Regions from separate parts of the Mus musculus genome. Here all the other regions are linked to region 3. A link is a contact called in public HiChIP or PLAC-seq and promoter capture Hi-C data. All regions are on one chromosome and are shown on one strand. Each heading gives the region's core, a stretch centred on a gene start, on an enhancer-like site or on the middle of the called end of the contact. The rest is flanking DNA. Distances are from core to core; before and after follow the strand shown. Region 1 holds the start of B330016D10Rik (RIKEN cDNA B330016D10 gene). Region 2 has its middle 19 kb from the start of B330016D10Rik. Region 3 holds the start of Ddi2 (DNA-damage inducible protein 2).

Region 1 (3,076 bases), core at 302-2,801, 180 kb before region 3:
TTTCCCCACCTCTACACATCTGAATTTTAACACAGAGCCCTTCTTTTTCTTTCTTTCTTTTCTTTGTTGTTGTTGTTCTTCGTCCTAAAAACCTTGCACTGAAAGGACATTTCCCCTTAAGATCAGTTTGGTACTTGCAACACCTGGAGGAGGGACCAGCCTAGCTCAGCCAGCCAGAGCTACATTGTGAGCAGCTAACTTAAAAAACAAAACAAAACAAAAATGGTAAAGGATATTTCTAAAAATCCTAGTTATTCAACAATGTAATCCCCCCAAAATTTTTTTTAATGTTTTAGGACACTTTAAAAAAACCAACTCAGTATTTGCTTTATTTTCCTACTGGTGGAAAAATGATTTGAAAGACCCTATTAAATATAATTTCTGTTCAGAGAAACGTGCGGCAGGGATTCTCCAAATTTACAGACTGTATGACTCAGTGTTCATTTGCAACCCGTGTATTACAGCTTTGCTAGAATTCTACCTCTAGCCTGGCTTTCCACACTAATGGTTCCGGGAGGAACCGGTCACCAGCTCATGGTTCCCACCGGGAAGGCGGATCCGGCTCCGCCCAGAGCCCGGGCGGGTGACCTCACAGAGGTCAAGGGCGCTCACACACCTGCAGGCCGCTCCGCCACCCCCACGCCACCCCACGCCGGGGAGCAGCAGGGCCAAGGGCAGCCTGGGGTCTCCCCGACGTGGGGCTGTCACAACCAGCGTGCTTTCTTCACGGAGACTCCTGGCTCACACTCCGCCCCACACTAATAACCCGAGAGGCAATTTCTCTGGCTGCCCTTCAAACTCTGGGTTCACATAGGTGGGCTCCATGACAAGTGGGGTTTTGGGTTTCTTAGTTTCCCCGCCCCCCACCCCCAGGAACCCACAGCCCTGACAGTCCTTTCCACTACACTTCTTGGGAAGTGCGATCGCGGTCACTGTGGTCACCGCGGCGCAAGCCCACGGCGAAGGGAACCCGAGCGGCCCGGCGAGCTCCGTCTGCACACGCGGCCCGCCAGCAAGGGCACCTTCGCCTCCGCTTTCCAGGCGAGAACAATGCGGCAGCCCAACACCCGGGGCCTGCAGGGTCTCCAGGTCCATCGGGAAACTCTCAAACGTGGATCGGGAGAGGGTGGGCAAGACGACCCCACTGCCTCGGCTTTGTCCGGCCTGCCTCCAAGCCGGAGGGACCCGTTTTCGAGACTGGGGGGGGGGGGAGGGGGGGTTGAGAAAGGAGGACAGGACAAGAAGGTCCTCAGATCCACTTCTCATCACACAGGCAACGCGGAAAAAAAAAAAAATGCACGGCGCCGAACTGCGCACGCGCGCGGCAAGGCCACCCATTTCTCTCCCTCCTCCCAGCCCCTCCAAGGAACGCGAGGTCGCCCGAGTGCGCTTGCGCTCGCCGCGGAGGGAAACGTTGGAGGGGGAGGCAACCTTTCCATTGTGAGAGAGCACCGCCCCCGCGGACCCGCGCGCGCCCGCGCCACTCTCACAGTCTCCCGGGCGCGCGCCTGGGCCGCGGCCCGCCGCCGCCAGGCGCATGCGCGGGGTGGGATGACAGTGAAGGGTGGAGAAGGCCGCGGAGCTCGCCGCCGCTGCTGGCCGAGCTACCCTGAGAAGTTTCTGGAAAGAGGGCTACAAAGGGAACCTGAGGGGATGAATGGAAAGCGAGCCATTTTCTGAGAGAAGACAGCGAAAAGTCCCAACAAAAAGTACACGGCCTTAGCCGAGCCCACGACCGACGACACACTCCCATCCAAGGAGGAAGCGTGGGGACAAGGGAGCGGACTGGGAGACGCGGAATGGCGGGGACATTGAAAAGATGGAGGCGCAGCCGCCGGGGCTTGGGAGTGGCAGGGAGGCGCTAGGTCAGGGGTCCCCGAACCCCGTCCTCCTTAGCTCCGCTCCCGTGTGCGCTCTGACCTGCCCGTCTACACTCGGGGGGCCCCCGGGGTTCACGGGGATGTGACGCGCACACGCGCGCGAGCTCATGGACAGCGTGGGAAGGAACCCCGGCCGCGCGCGGGGACAGCGTCCCCACGCCACGGCCCGCCCGGCTGCCATTTTGTAGCGCGGCCGCCATTTTGCGCGGCCCGGGGGCGGGGGAGGGGCTCGGGGCGCGGCCCCGCGGCTCGCGATGGGCGTGGCCGGCGGCGGGCGCGGCCCCGGCCCCCTTTGTTCTCCGCCTGGGGGTCGCGAGGCCCCTCGGGCTCTGCAGCCGCCGCCGGCGCCGCAGCAGCAGCAGCGTGTGAACCGGGAGAGGCAGCCCCAGGGCGTGCGGGATCCGGGAGCCCATCGGAAGCGGGGTGTGTCCCCCCGTGCGAGGGATGACATCCTGCGTGGGGAAACTTAAATCGCCGCCGTGGGAAGCGGCTTACGGGCGAACCGGGCTCGGCATCCTCCACCTCTGCAAACAAAGTCAAGTTCGGTCCCGAAAGCAACAAAGGTGCCGAAACTCCGCGGAACCTAGCACCAGGAGGCGGGGCTCGTGCAGCCCACGAGGTGGAGGAGCGCTGAGAGCTCGGCTTCCATTGGCTGGCCCTCGGAGCACAAGGCTTTCAGGGCCCATTCTCCCTGACCCAGAAGCCTGAACAATAAATATGCTGTGATGGCTTTCTTCTGTCGATTTAACTTCCACTTATTTTCAAAAAGCTATGAGTTTATTAAAAATAAATAATAAAATACGTGCCTGACATCCATCGCCCTTTCACTTTCCGAAAAAGCAAATGTCTTCTTGAGGAATATTTAAAAATGCGAATCTTAGTTGTGTGTAATGCTGAAAATTCTGGCACTATTTCGCAAACCCAGAAAACTTGAAAAACGCTGCTAAATTTGACTTCCAGCTTTTGTGCAGTTTTCTTCCCCCTAATGGTTGACGTGGTTTTTCTTCACAAAAGCCTGGTATCATAAAGGAACCAGCCCGTCCTGACTCATCTATTTGTGTCTTGGCTACAGTAAACCTCTTTTTTTGTCTTCTCACTATGTGTAATTATGGCGACTGCTTATGTTTTCTGTAATAGTGGGGTAAAGCTTATGATGACAGACTGAAAAGGTCAAAACATGTTGAAGGAACCAATCG
Region 2 (2,901 bases), core at 62-2,561, 160 kb before region 3:
CTCAGGAGGCAGAGGCAGGCGGATTTCTGAGTTCGAGGCCAGCCTGGTCTACAAAGTAAGTGAGTTCCAGGACAGCCAGGGCTATACAGAGAAACCCTGTCTCCAAAAAAAAAAAAAAAAAAAAAAAAAAAAAGTCCTTTCCCACAATGCCTAGCGGTGCTTCGCTTTGTCTGGAACTCCAGACTGTACTCCCAGCCAGCCTGAATAAAGGCTTTCTTTCTGTCTTTTCATTGTCTGTTTCCTTTTGTTTTGTTTTGTTTTGTTTTTTGAGACAGGGTTTTCTCTGTGTAGCCCTGGCTGTCCCAGAACTTACTAGATAGACCAGGTTGGCCTCAAACTCAGGAGAGTTCATCCTCCAATCAGCCTCCCAAGTGCTGGGATTCAAGGTGTGTGCCAGGACACCTGGCAAGAAAAGGGTATTTTTAAATGAGGTTTAACCCATATACACACTTCCTTGAGTAAGACTTACTAAATCAGGCTACTGTGTCATCTGGAAAGGTGGAAGGTTTGAGCCAGCTGTTACTAAGAAGAGGGTGGATCCCTTGATCAGCAAGTGACAGCCAGAGAGATTTTGGGGTAGTAGCAACTGCTACCTTGCAGCTGAAGGGCCGGGAAAGAGAGCTTGCCCAGCCAATCTGAACCCTGAGGCTGCTAATCAACACAGCAAGAGAAGACTCTGTGGAGCTCCTGGTAGGCTCCCACTATGTAGACCATGCTGACCTTGAACTTACAGCAGTTAAGATCCTGTACCACGGGGGCTGGTGAGATGGCTCAGTGGGTAAGAGCACCCGACTGCTCTTCTGAAGGTCCAGAGTTCAAATCCCAGCAACCACATGGTGGCTCACAACCATCCCTAACAAGATCTGACGCCCTCTTCTGGTGTGTCTGAAGACAGCTACAGTGTACTTACATATAAATAAATAAATTTTTAAAAGAAAAAAGATCCTGTACCACTCTTGCTGAGAACTTGAATTGGCTCCCAGCACCCACTCGGGGTGGGGGGGTCGGGGGTGGGGGACGGACACGGGACAGGACTTTGGTTATTCGAGCTCCTGGGGATTCAACACCCTTTCCGGCCTCTGAGGCCCCCTGTGCTCTGGTGCATACACTTCAAGTACATAATTAAAAAAGAAAGAAAGAAAGACTTTAAAAAAAGAAACCTAGTTTTCAATGTGGGTTTCTAAGAAGATGCTAAATACAGAACTATGGAATGTAAGCTATTTCCCCTCCATACTTCCCCAGTCCTCAGAGCCCAAGAATGAGCTCCGACTTGAGAGAACAGAAAGCTTTTTGGTTTAAAATGCCGGGTGGGGCGTTGTTTCCCGCTCCGGCTGGGGCTGGAATCCACCCATTGTGATTCAGCTCTCCCCGCTGTTCCTTGGAACTAGTGAAGGACAAAGCCACAGCTTTCCTCACCTCTCTTAGAAAAGGCCACAAAAGACAGATTTGGGAGCTCTGTGGGTGGCTAAGCATTTGTGGGTTGATCAGAGGTTGGAAGTTATCTCATCTCCCGGCCTCCTAGTGAGTCTGAGGCCCACCTGGGCCACAGGAGACCCTGTCTAATATTTAAAAAAGAAAAGGAAAGGAAAAAAAAAAAAGGAGGAAAGCAAAGTGAAAACAAAGTCTAGCAGTTGGGCAGAGGTGACACATGCCTTTAATCCCAGCACTCGGGAAGCAGAGGCAGGCAGATTTCTGAGTTTGAAGCCAGCCTGGTCTACAGTGAGTTCCAGGATAGCCAGGGCTACACAGAGAAACCCTGTCTCGAAACAAAACAAAGTAAAACAAAACAAGTCCAGCAGTACTTATGGTCCTAAGCAGCGGCTACCAACCTGTGGGTTGTGACCCCTTTCATAAGGTAAGGGAGTGCTGAAAGACCCTTTTGCCTAAGACAATACCGTCGCAAAACACAGAAACAGTACAATTGAAAGCGGTAGAAAAATAACAGTTATGAAGTAACAGCGAAAATAATTTTCTAGTTGGGGGTCACCACAACGGAGGAGCTGTCTTAAAGAGTTGCACGAAGTGTTAGGAACGTTGGGAACCACTGGCCTAAGGTGATAAGCCATCCACTTTTAGAACCGGTTGATCCAATGCAGTTCACACTTTTGGGAAAAGGCCGAATTTGGCTCTGGGGGAAGTATCAATCTGAACAAGTAGGTTTGGTGATGAGTCCTCAGACTGCCAGGAGCCCCAGGATGGAAGGCAGGGATGGGAGTGGCTTATCTAGGGTCACTCCCCTAGCCTCAGCCCCCCCCCCCAACCATTAAGGAAATACAAGGGGCTGAGACTTAGCTGTAGGCATTCCCCAAGCGTAGCCTATGGCTCAGGAATAGTTTTTAAAGTCTACCCTAGTTGGGACTGAAGAGATGGCTCTGGACAGAGAGCATGCACTGGTTTTTTGATGTTGATTTGTTTTTGAGACATGGTCTCACTATGCAGCTCAAGTTGGCTGGCCTGGAGCTCACAGAAATCTACCTGCCTCTGCCTCCTAAGAGCTGTCATCGCAGCCGGCCTTCCTTGGTTCATTTTTAAATATTAATTTATTTGTATTTTATGTATATTGGTGTTTTGACTGTGTATATTTCAGTATGAGGGTGTCAGGTCCCTTGGAAACAGGATGTAAGCTGCCATGTGGGTGCTGGGAATTGAACTGGGGTCCTCTGGAAGAGCAGCCTGCTGAGCCATGTCTCTAGTCCACTATTCTTTACACACACACACACACACACACACACACACAGTACCTCCTAGAATGGAAGCACTCTAGGGCTTACTAACCCTAATTTAGAGGCACTTCCCAATGAGCTTGTATTTATTAATTCCTTCTAGACAAGACGCCCTCCATGCCCCCCTCCCTTGTAGCTGCACATGTCCTTACCTGGCAGAAGACACTATGTAGTCCAA
Region 3 (2,935 bases), core at 63-2,562:
GTTCTAAAGTTCACATTGTGTGAAGGAATGGTACTTCTGAACACAATATTGACACGCAGAGTTTACCGTAAGTCAGGACAGAACAGGCAGTCGTTGGGCAACAGTTTTTGGAACTATTTCATAATTGCAGAAGGAAATCAAGATTTACATTCTGGGGCCTTGGGAGCTGTCTATAATTTTCTGGTGTTTAGACTACACCCAGCGGGGGCCACTTTGGTTAGAATCTTAAGGGATTTAGTGCAAAGGTTACAAAATAGTCCACCTATTGTTTGATGAAGTCTACTAAGGACACCAAAGCATTTTGAGAATATATTTTCTTGTTAAAACATGAGAAGGCTGAACTCCTGGCCGCCGAATCCCTCGGGGGTCTTCAGACAGTAGGCCATTTTCAAGCTAATATCCTTCGAAAGCACTGAGCTTTGAACTGACCCAACTAAACTGGGCCCAGAAAGGAGGAGGGCTTTGGCCTGAGAGAAGCAGACAGACTGAGTTAACCTAACCATTACTTTAATTAATATATGACATATATATATGTGTGTGTGTGTATACATATATAATAAATTAACCAAAAATGTATGCATTTCCAGAGACGTCAATGGCAGAGTGAGTCTCAAACTTTTTCCCCTCACTTTCAACCGCAAATCTGCATTCTCCCAGGTAGTAAACTGCGCATATTGGAGCGGTCCAAATAAGCGAACCCCAGGCAGGCGTCGTTCTCCCAGTGATCCAAACTGGTATTTCTGGTCGGAAAGTCAGGAGATCCCGGATGAGGACCCAGGCTCCCGAAGGCCAGAAGGTGGGGAGGGCTGCCCGCCCGCGCACGTGCCCCTCTAGCTGCAGTGGGTGCATCCACGGGCGGCTGCAGGACTCGGCCCCCGCCGGCCCCCAGCTCCCCCCGCCCCCGGCCACAGCGGCCGGAGGCCCCCGCTCGCTGCCGCACCCCGGCGTACCTGGCTCTCGGCGGCGGGGATGCCGGACTCGAGCTCGCACAGCGCGCGGAAGTTGTGCAGCTCGAAGTCGGCGTCGACCTGGAGGGAAAAGGTCACCTCGGAGAGGTCCCTCCGCACACAGTACACGGTGAGCAGCATGGCCCGGGCCCGACCCGGCTCGACTCGGCCCGGCCTGGGCGCTGGGCGGAAGGCAGTCGGCGGCTGGGGAGACCTGGCGGCAGCGGCGGGAGGGCGACGGGCGCGGGCTGCTCGCTCGCTCGCTCGCTCGCTCCTTTCCTCCCTCACACGCGCGCAATGACTCACTCGCTCCCGCCCTCGGCAGCCAGCGCGGCCGCCGCCACCCGCCTGCGACGCCGTCTGCCTGCCTGCCGGCCTGCCTCCCACCGCTGCCGTCAAGCTCGCGGGCCGCCCGCCCGGCGCCCCGCCCCGTCGCAACGCCACGGCCGTAAAGCGCGCCAGGCTGCCGGCAGCCTTCGCGACGCTAGGCTGTGGGGCAGGGCGGGGCTGGGGAGACTGGAGGGAGGAATGGGGATGCGGGGTGGGGGAACCCCACGATTTAATGCTTGAGCTCCGGAGTATTCCAGGATCCCAGTCCCAGTTAGTCATCCAACGGGGACCTACTGTGCGAATGGCGTGTGCATAAAAATGGTTGAAAGACAAATTAAGCACATCTTTCTAAAACAGAGTTTTCGTAATGGAAGTTGTCATTTCAGTAATATTAACTCGGTTTCGACTTGGTAATGAATGTAGGACGAAAATCCAGATCCTTTGCTGTGCTCGAGGCCCATCCCAGCCTGCGGGCTGGCATGGCTGCGCTGGCAGCCACACACACACAGCACAGTTCTTAGTTAACTCACTCTCAGACTGCATCCAGCACTGGACGTTTACTGGGTACGGTTTAGAATTTACTCCGTATACTGGGACTGGTAGCGCAAACCTGTAATCCCAGCTACTCAGGAGGGTGAACAGAAGGCTGGCAAATTCCAAGCCTGCCTGGATCATAAGTGTTCCAGTCTGAACAATTTACTTTAATGGTATAGATAAAATACCTTGTTGACATCTTGCCTACCAGGACCAAGCTCAACCTCAGCAGGACAAAAAGACAGTACTTGGGAAACAGTCGTTATTTTAGTGGCCACTCAATTCATAAGAAGATGTAGATACCAAGAATGGTAAAAATCCGAAAACATCTCCCGGGCCCACTAGGGTGGTCCACATTTGTAATCCCAGCACTCAGGAGTGTTTGGTTTCCAGTCCTGGATTAGGGGCTGAGGTATGCATTGTACAAATCAAAGGCTCAAGGTTCTCCTGACATCCCTCTGTCCCTACCTGGCAGGGACTCAGCTGCCCTTCCCCCAGAGACTCTTCTGCATTTAATACAGATATCATATCATATATGATATCATTGGTCTCTCTCTCCCCCCCACCCCCATTCTCTTTCTTTCTTTCTCTCTTTCTCTCTTTCTTTCTTTCTTTCTTTCTTTCTTTCTTTCTTTCTTTCTTTCTTTCTTTTCCCTCTTCTCCTTTCCCTTCCCATGGCGACTAATATGGCTTCCTTCCTCTCCTTCCTTGGGACCAGTGAATTCGTCCTCCTGACAGAAGCTTCCCAACCCAACAAACCCGCATTTACGACGAGCTAATCTGTCTTGAATTGGTTCATTTCACCATCATCCAGGAGCAGAGACTGCAGGATCACTACAAGCACAAGGATTTCCACTCCTGGCTCCGTGGAGCGAGGAGCCTCCTCCAGCAGAACAGGAAGGAAATGGGAAGCAGGGTGGCTGTGGATGCTGCAAGAACTTCACTTTGCAGAAAAGACAGAATACATAGGCGCAAGACTTTTACAAAAACAGAAGTGGAGACGCTGGGACCACAGGACAGGGCTGAAATCAAGCATCCGTGACAGAAAGCCCAGCTGCTGTGCCAAACGAAAAGAAAATTGCAATGAAAATGTCAGCTAGAGAGCCTTTCAAAATGGAGTTAGG

The links. Promoter capture Hi-C pulls out the DNA fragments that hold promoters and counts their contacts. HiChIP or PLAC-seq counts read pairs in DNA pulled down with a chosen protein or histone mark.
Region 1: a promoter capture Hi-C map of liver shows a contact between it and region 3, with 4 times the contacts expected there. The contact joins the promoter of B330016D10Rik here to the promoter of Ddi2 in region 3. A contact is called at or near these places in 3 of 39 promoter capture datasets (cranial neural crest, liver and pre-B cells), 8 of 484 Hi-C or Micro-C datasets (B cells, CD4 T cells, CD8 T cells and 4 more), 6 of 115 datasets of contacts at active chromatin or transcription factors (the 230-238 cell line, effector CD8 T cells, embryonic stem cells and 3 more) and 2 of 9 other capture datasets (adipose tissue and liver).
Region 2: a contact with region 3 is called in an HNF4G HiChIP or PLAC-seq map of pancreatic cancer cells. The contact joins the enhancer-like site here to the promoter of Ddi2 in region 3. A contact is called at or near these places in 3 of 484 Hi-C or Micro-C datasets (CD4 T cells, CD8 T cells and memory CD8 T cells), 5 of 115 datasets of contacts at active chromatin or transcription factors (the 230-238 cell line, embryonic stem cells, extraembryonic endoderm stem cells and 1 more) and 1 of 9 other capture datasets (liver).

What each region holds. Positions count from the first base shown.
Region 1 is chr4:141,544,611-141,547,686 of GRCm38.p6, forward strand. It overlaps B330016D10Rik (RIKEN cDNA B330016D10 gene), which reads left to right and starts at 1,552. Exons shown (of 1, transcript NR_030695.1): 1 at 1,552-3,076.
Region 2 is chr4:141,564,195-141,567,095 of GRCm38.p6, forward strand. No RefSeq gene overlaps it. Among named protein-coding and RNA genes, the nearest start is that of B330016D10Rik, 19 kb to the left of the region's middle. Within about 2 kb of position 1,312, at least 66 of the 459 cell types and tissues checked have an H3K27ac peak or open chromatin away from gene starts, as enhancers often do. A contact at or near this core is called in embryonic stem cells, extraembryonic endoderm stem cells and pancreatic cancer cells, where this site is marked.
Region 3 is chr4:141,722,107-141,725,041 of GRCm38.p6, forward strand. Ddi2 (DNA-damage inducible protein 2) reads right to left here and starts at 1,313. Exons shown (of 10, transcript NM_001017966.2): 1 at 951-1,313. The coding sequence starts at 1,088.